Linked DNA regions of Oryctolagus cuniculus: region 1 is linked to region 2. The links are chromatin contacts, called in public Hi-C maps. All regions are on one chromosome and are shown on one strand. Each heading gives the region's core, a stretch centred on a gene start, on an enhancer-like site or on the middle of the called end of the contact. The rest is flanking DNA. Distances are from core to core; before and after follow the strand shown. Region 1 holds the start of DUSP6 (dual specificity phosphatase 6). Region 2 has its middle 95 kb from the start of DUSP6.

The links. Hi-C and Micro-C count contacts between places; a contact is called where the count stands out from the background.
Region 1: a contact with region 2 is called in a Hi-C map of an unstated tissue, with 2.5 times the contacts expected there. The contact joins the promoter of DUSP6 here to the enhancer-like site in region 2. A contact is called at or near these places in 2 of 6 Hi-C or Micro-C datasets (ear pinna and an unstated tissue).

What each region holds. Positions count from the first base shown.
Region 1 is chr11:92,001,420-92,004,490 of mOryCun1.1, forward strand. DUSP6 (dual specificity phosphatase 6) reads right to left here and starts at 1,470. Exons shown (of 3, transcript XM_002711379.5): 1 at 493-1,470; 2 at 1-43. The coding sequence starts at 892. LOC103348378 reads right to left here. Exons shown (of 5, transcript XM_070053191.1): 4 at 2,783-3,071; 5 at 2,167-2,460. The coding sequence ends at 2,296.
Region 2 is chr11:91,906,214-91,909,102 of mOryCun1.1, forward strand. No RefSeq gene overlaps it. Among named protein-coding and RNA genes, the nearest start is that of DUSP6, 95 kb to the right of the region's middle. Within about 2 kb of position 1,433, at least 1 of the 8 cell types and tissues checked has an H3K27ac peak or open chromatin away from gene starts, as enhancers often do.

The DNA.
Region 1 (3,071 bases), core at 220-2,719, 95 kb after region 2:
TCGCAGTGCAGGGCGAACTCGGCTTGGAACTTACTGAAGCCACCTGCCAGGGCGAGAAAAAGGAGTCGTGTAACCCGAGATGCCGTAGTAGTTTTCACGGCTCGTGAGAACCGCAGCCGCGGGCAGGAAATACCACAAGCACCCTTCCAACCCCCTTGCGCGCAGAGCCGAAGATCAGAAAAACACATTTAAATGTGCGCCCTCAGGAATGGAAGGAACCGGGCCGCCTCCCCTGGGGATCCCTCACTCTTTTGAGTCCGGAAATGCACAAATTGGCAACATTTCTGTAACCCCACCACCACCACCTCCCCAGCCCTGCAAATCTTACTTCAAATTGAGAAGGTAGAAAACTAGGATCGAGGTGGAGGTGAAAGACGCAGATCTCGGGTTAGCAAGAAACCTCCGCGGCCCGGCTCTGCCGCGCGGAGCGCGCGTGGTTCCCGGCCCCTTGCTGGGTGTGGGTGGCCCTGGCCGCGCGCCTGGGGCACGTACCTTCCAAGTAGAAGGCCCGGCAGCCCTCGTCCTTGAGCTTCTTGAGCAGCAGCCCGAGCACCGACTCGCCGCCGGTGTTCTCGTTCCAGTCGCTGCTGCTCTCGTCGTACAGCACCACCGTGTCGGTGCCGCAGCGCCGGGTGAAGCGGTCCCGGTCCTCGCTGCGCGTGAAGAGCGCGCGCACCGGCAGGTTGCCCTTCTGCAGGCGCCGCAGCATGATGCCCGGGATGGCCACGTTGATGGCCGACTCGATGTGCGACGACTCGTACAGCTCCTGCGGCCGGCAGTCCATCAGCAGCAGCCGCTCGTTGCCCAGCTCCAGCTGCTCGTTGAGCCACGCCACCGTCTTGCTGACCGCCATTTCCGACGCGAAGGGCACGGGTCTGAGCGTATCTATCATGGGGGTCGAGCTGCAGGAGAAGGTGGGGTGCCCTAGCAGACGCCCCTCGGGGCAGGCATAGGCCGAGCGCGCCGCGCGAAGCCGCCGCTCTCGGAGCGGGGTTTTAATTCCGCCTCGCCTTTCCCAAGTCCAGGCTAGCGGCTGGGGAAGGCGAGACAGACGGGAACCCGGCCGTCCTCTCTGCACCCGAGCTGCAGCCGCTCGCGCCCGGCGTCAATGAATCTCTGAATGAAGCTGCCCAGTTTTGTTCCTCCCGGGTGAATGAAATCCAATTAATTCGGACTCCGTGCTACCGAGAGAAGAAGAAGGAAAAAAAAAAAAAAAGTCTAGCGGCTGCTAATCCCTCCCTCTGAGGCTGCACCTCAGATCTACCCGGGCGTCTCTCTCCCCGGATTACCAAAGCCTCGATTTGCTCACTGTCCCTAGGACTCAACCCGCGCACACCCCCTGCGCGAGGCAGCTCCTCAATGGATACAAACAGCGAGCGCCTCAATGGATACATTCTCCGGGCCAGCCAATGAGCGCGCTGCGGAAGGGGCTGTTGCCGTGGGGACGGGCCGGCTGGAACAGGTTGTGTTGATGAATTGTTAATGAGTTTGTCATTCACAAAAACGGAAAGGAATTTCCGCTCCGGATAAGCCCCAGTGCAAACAAGCTGCAGCAGCGGGCTGGGCGGGAGGAGGAGAGAGAGGCGGCGGCGGCGGTGGAGGAGGAGCGGGGCGCACAAACCGGGGCACTTCAGTTGTCTCGTGTTTCCTTCTGCCGAGAGTTCGCACTTCGCGTCGGAACTTTAGCGCATACACGGTGCAGTTAGCATGCACAAAGGCCCTTGTTCGCTACGCTTGTGCTTGCGAGATAGCTTTAGGGAAACTTGTGCTACACCCCCCTCCTTTGCCCCCCTTTGTTCCCAGCACACTCGCTTGGACCTGAGTTCTCTTTAGCCTCCCCCCCCCCCCTTTCTAGGCGGTGTGTGGCATTTGTTTGCAAGTTTTAAAAGCCCAGCTCTGTTTTCTCTGATGTTCTTTTAGCCGAGGCCGTGTTGGGGCTGGTGAGCTGCTTTGCGGCTTTAGTGACCGCCGAGGTGTTAAATGCTAATCCAACATCTTTCGAAACAAGCCAGTTTGTTGAAACATTTTTTAAGCGAACAAATACACAATTTTTTTTTTTGGTGGTGGTCGTCTGGTTACACAACCCCCCCCCCCCCCAAAGCTTTTAGTTAAAAAAAAAAAAAGGGCTCGGTTCGGCAGCATATATACTTAAAAAAAAAAAAAGACTTTGGTTTAAAAGCAGTGTCGCGTACAGAAGGGAACTCGCCAGCAGTCCGTTGTCTTGACTCCGCTCCGGCAGCGTGGAGCGACAGGAGCCATTGTGTCCGTGATCCAGCCCCTGCCCCCCGCGCCCCACTAGGGTCTCAGCCACGGAGCGCTGCGGGGTCGCGTTCCTTCGTGATTTCTGGGCGAGAAGCTGAGTTTTCGACTGCAGTGCCTGCGAGGGGCGCTACGACGCGCCGCGCCGGACTGGCACTGCCCGCGGTCGGATTTGGCACCGGGGGAGTCCTTGCCGGAGGCCTGCAGGTTGAGGGGGCTCAGCGGGAGGACTCGGGGATGGGTTACCGCAGCCCTGGAAGCAAGTCCGAGGGGCGCCTCCCCAGCCCCAGCAGCCCCCCAGCCCCTAGCCCAGCGCCGGGCAGTCGGGGAGCACCAGCCGCGCCTGCGCATGGGACTCCTCACCCCCCCACCCCCACCCCACGGCCCCGCCGCCCGCGCCTCCCCGTGTGGCGGGCGAGGGGCCTCCCGCGACCCCGTGGACGGGTGCGGGGCTGAGCGAGGAACTCCGGGCTCCCTAGAGATCGGGGGCGGGTGAGCGGCTTAGAGTGGAGCCTGACAGTACCTCCTGGCTCTCAAAATATGAGGGGGTCTCGGGGCACGTCTCTGGCCCCCCGCAGAGCCAGCAGGTAACTTGGGGAGGTGCGGGCCAGGCAGGCGAGCTGTGGGCGGCGGTAGGGGGCGCAGGCCGGCCGAGGCGCCGAGCTCTATTGTTACATAAAAGTGCCAGGCGCCCCTCCCAGCGGAAAACCACCTGTGCGCGGTCGGCGGCGCGCGGAGGAGGGGGCCGCGGCCGGAAGGCGCGGGCCCTAATCCGGCTTCCCCTCCCTAACCCCGGGCGGAAAAGAGGCCGA
Region 2 (2,889 bases), core at 183-2,682:
GGAAAGTTTGGGGTTCTGGGAAAAAAAGAACTAAGGAAATACTTAGGAAAATCACAATTTCATTGACCAATTATGATTTATGGTCTGTAATTGTCCGAGCACATGACCTGCTCTTTCAAAGTGAAAGGAAATGCTAATCAGTGAAGAGGGTTGTCCTGCGCTGCACATGCCTTCCTCAGTATAGACTGTGATGGCAACGTTGCACAAGAAGGGTTCGCTCTCACAGACCTACGCGTGATAACCCAGCCAAGTTGCTATTTCAGCCCTGCTGTTGGCCTTTCATCTCAGGGCCTTTATCTAAGTCCCTTCTTTATTAACCTGATAACTGTCTCACCATAGCTTATCTTTCATTTCTTACAGCAGTCTCATTCTTTCTGAGAAACAAGCCACCTCGGATAAAGCACAAAACATCGGGTCAGCCCATGCAGAACTATGTCGCTTTTTCGACACGTGCAAGGAATCTAGGGCTCTGCAGAACTGCAGATATGACAAGGAATTGTAAGTCAATTTCAACTGTTAGGCTCATCATCTAGATGCTGAGAACCCCCCATAATAACTGTACAAGCTCATAAAACCTGACAAACTACCCTTTGGAAAAATATATAAAATCAAACTACCTCTGATCCATTCACCAGGGACCGACATATTATAAATAAATAACTGTTACAGCACCATGGTGAGCAGCCAGCAGCTTCCTCAGAATCTTCAATTCAATGCCTTTTAAAGAAAATAAAGTGAGATTTCTTGAGTGTTAAGCTTGGAAGGATACCTTTATTCAAATGGCAAGAGTGGCATTTTGGGGGAGAAGGTGCTGGTACCTTAGAATATTTTTAAATATTCTAGACCCTGTATCACACAGTTAGAGAAAGCTTACTCATGAGGTTTATTCCCAAAAGAAAACAAGTCAATAACCTTTCCATAGATAAGGATTTGAAACTGCAATTATCTTACATTAAATTTCTCATTAGGAATAATTTATTATGCAAAACAGCCGAGTCAACAGTTTACCACTCATATATCAGCAAGCCTAGATCAAACATGTCATAAAGGCACAGTTGAGAGATATCATTTGTTGATTAAGGCCTATTACAAACAAATACCCTTTCCCCTGATTTCATAATCAACAAGATGATACTGAGATTTTACCACTTACTTATGGTCATTGAGTTCATAAGCCACAGATATTTAGAGCAGAAATGATCTTGAGGGATTTATCTAAAAACAGCTTCATTTTACAGATGAAAAAACACATTCCCAGAATGGTTAAAGGACTTGTGAAGAGAACAAAATCCAAACCAGAACCCTCCTCCAGGTCCGACCCCTTCATCCCCTGTTTCCGGCTGCATATAAATAGCAGAGACTGGTTTTCCACAAAGGCTGAATTGGTAACTGGAAAGATGTTTGAATGATAGGCATTTGCAAGCACTCCTACAGGAAGCAAGGGTTGTTGGCTTTGAAATAACCCAACTGTTATTCACATGTGCCCCATGACAACTTTCTGCTCATCTGTTGAAATTTAGTTGCCATAAAAATAACAAACATTTTCCACTTGTCCCTAACTCTTTCTTGTTACCACTGACAAATGACTCACTGAGAAACAACTTTTGTCAGCGTCCAGTTGCGTAGTGGATTTTTATAACTGCCTTTCCTGGGTCAAGGATCAGCCATGTGTAACCCTTTGGGGATATTATTGGGTATAAACTCTGTGGCAACTGCACTTGCTACATCATTCATTTAATTGGTTCAAGTATAATGCCAGGAAGACCAAAGTTAACACACTCATACTCAGTATGTCTCACGCCAGGCAGGAAAGAGAAAACACCAGCCTTTGGCTCCAAGAGAACATGCAGAGGGTAACAACTTCATTAGCAATACTACAGCACAAGCCCACGAGCGTGACAAGGGACCCCTTGTATTTCTACATACAAAAGCCTACACACAAGTTCATATTTCTACCAAAACTCAAATGCATTATTTTTCATAGGTTAGGAAAGAAATACAGAAAGTCTAAAGCATTTACCATAAGTCACATAATTAGTTACTAATAGAACTCAGATAAGAATCCACTTTTCCCAGTATCTACAAAGAGGCTACAGTAGTTTGTAGAACAGCAGAATGAAAAGAAAATGTGGGGTGGACATTTAGACTAGAAGTTAAGATTCTGCATAATATGCCAGCTTCCCACATCAGAGTACCTGGGTTCAGAAACAGCTCCAGCTCCTGACTCCAGTTTCCTGTTAATGCAGACCCTGGAAGGCAGTGGCGATGACTCGGGTGGTTGGGTCCCTGCCACCATGTGGAAGATGTGGGTTGAATTCCTTCCTTGAGCTGCAGCCTGGCCCACTCCCAGCCATCGTGGGCACTTGGTGAGGGTACCAGTGAAGGGAGCTCTTTCTATATATCTGTCTCAAATAAACAAATAAATGAAATAATGTGAATTTTCCAAGAACCTTTTGATGATCCCTTTTATTACAATGTTCTTTTCATTAGACTTGTGGTTCACAATGATTCTTTAAGGCTTATAATAGGTTTATGTGTTCACACAATCTTGCATGCTGGCAACCTTTAGATTCCTAATTATATTCTAAGCTAATTCTAATCTATTCCTGAAGATTCTTTACGTAAAAAGTACTATCAAAGGGGCTGGCACTATGGTATAGAGGGTAAAGCCACTGCCCACAGTGCCAGCATCCCATATGGGCACCCGTTTAAGTCCCAGCCACTCCACTTCTGATCCAGCTCTCTGCTATGGCCTGGGAAAGCAGTAGAAGATGGCTCAAGTGCTTGGGCTCCTGCACCCACATGGGAGACCTGGAGGAAGCTCCTGACTCCTGGCTTCAGATCAGTGCAGCTCCGGCCACTGCGGCCAACTGGGGAGTGAACCAGCAG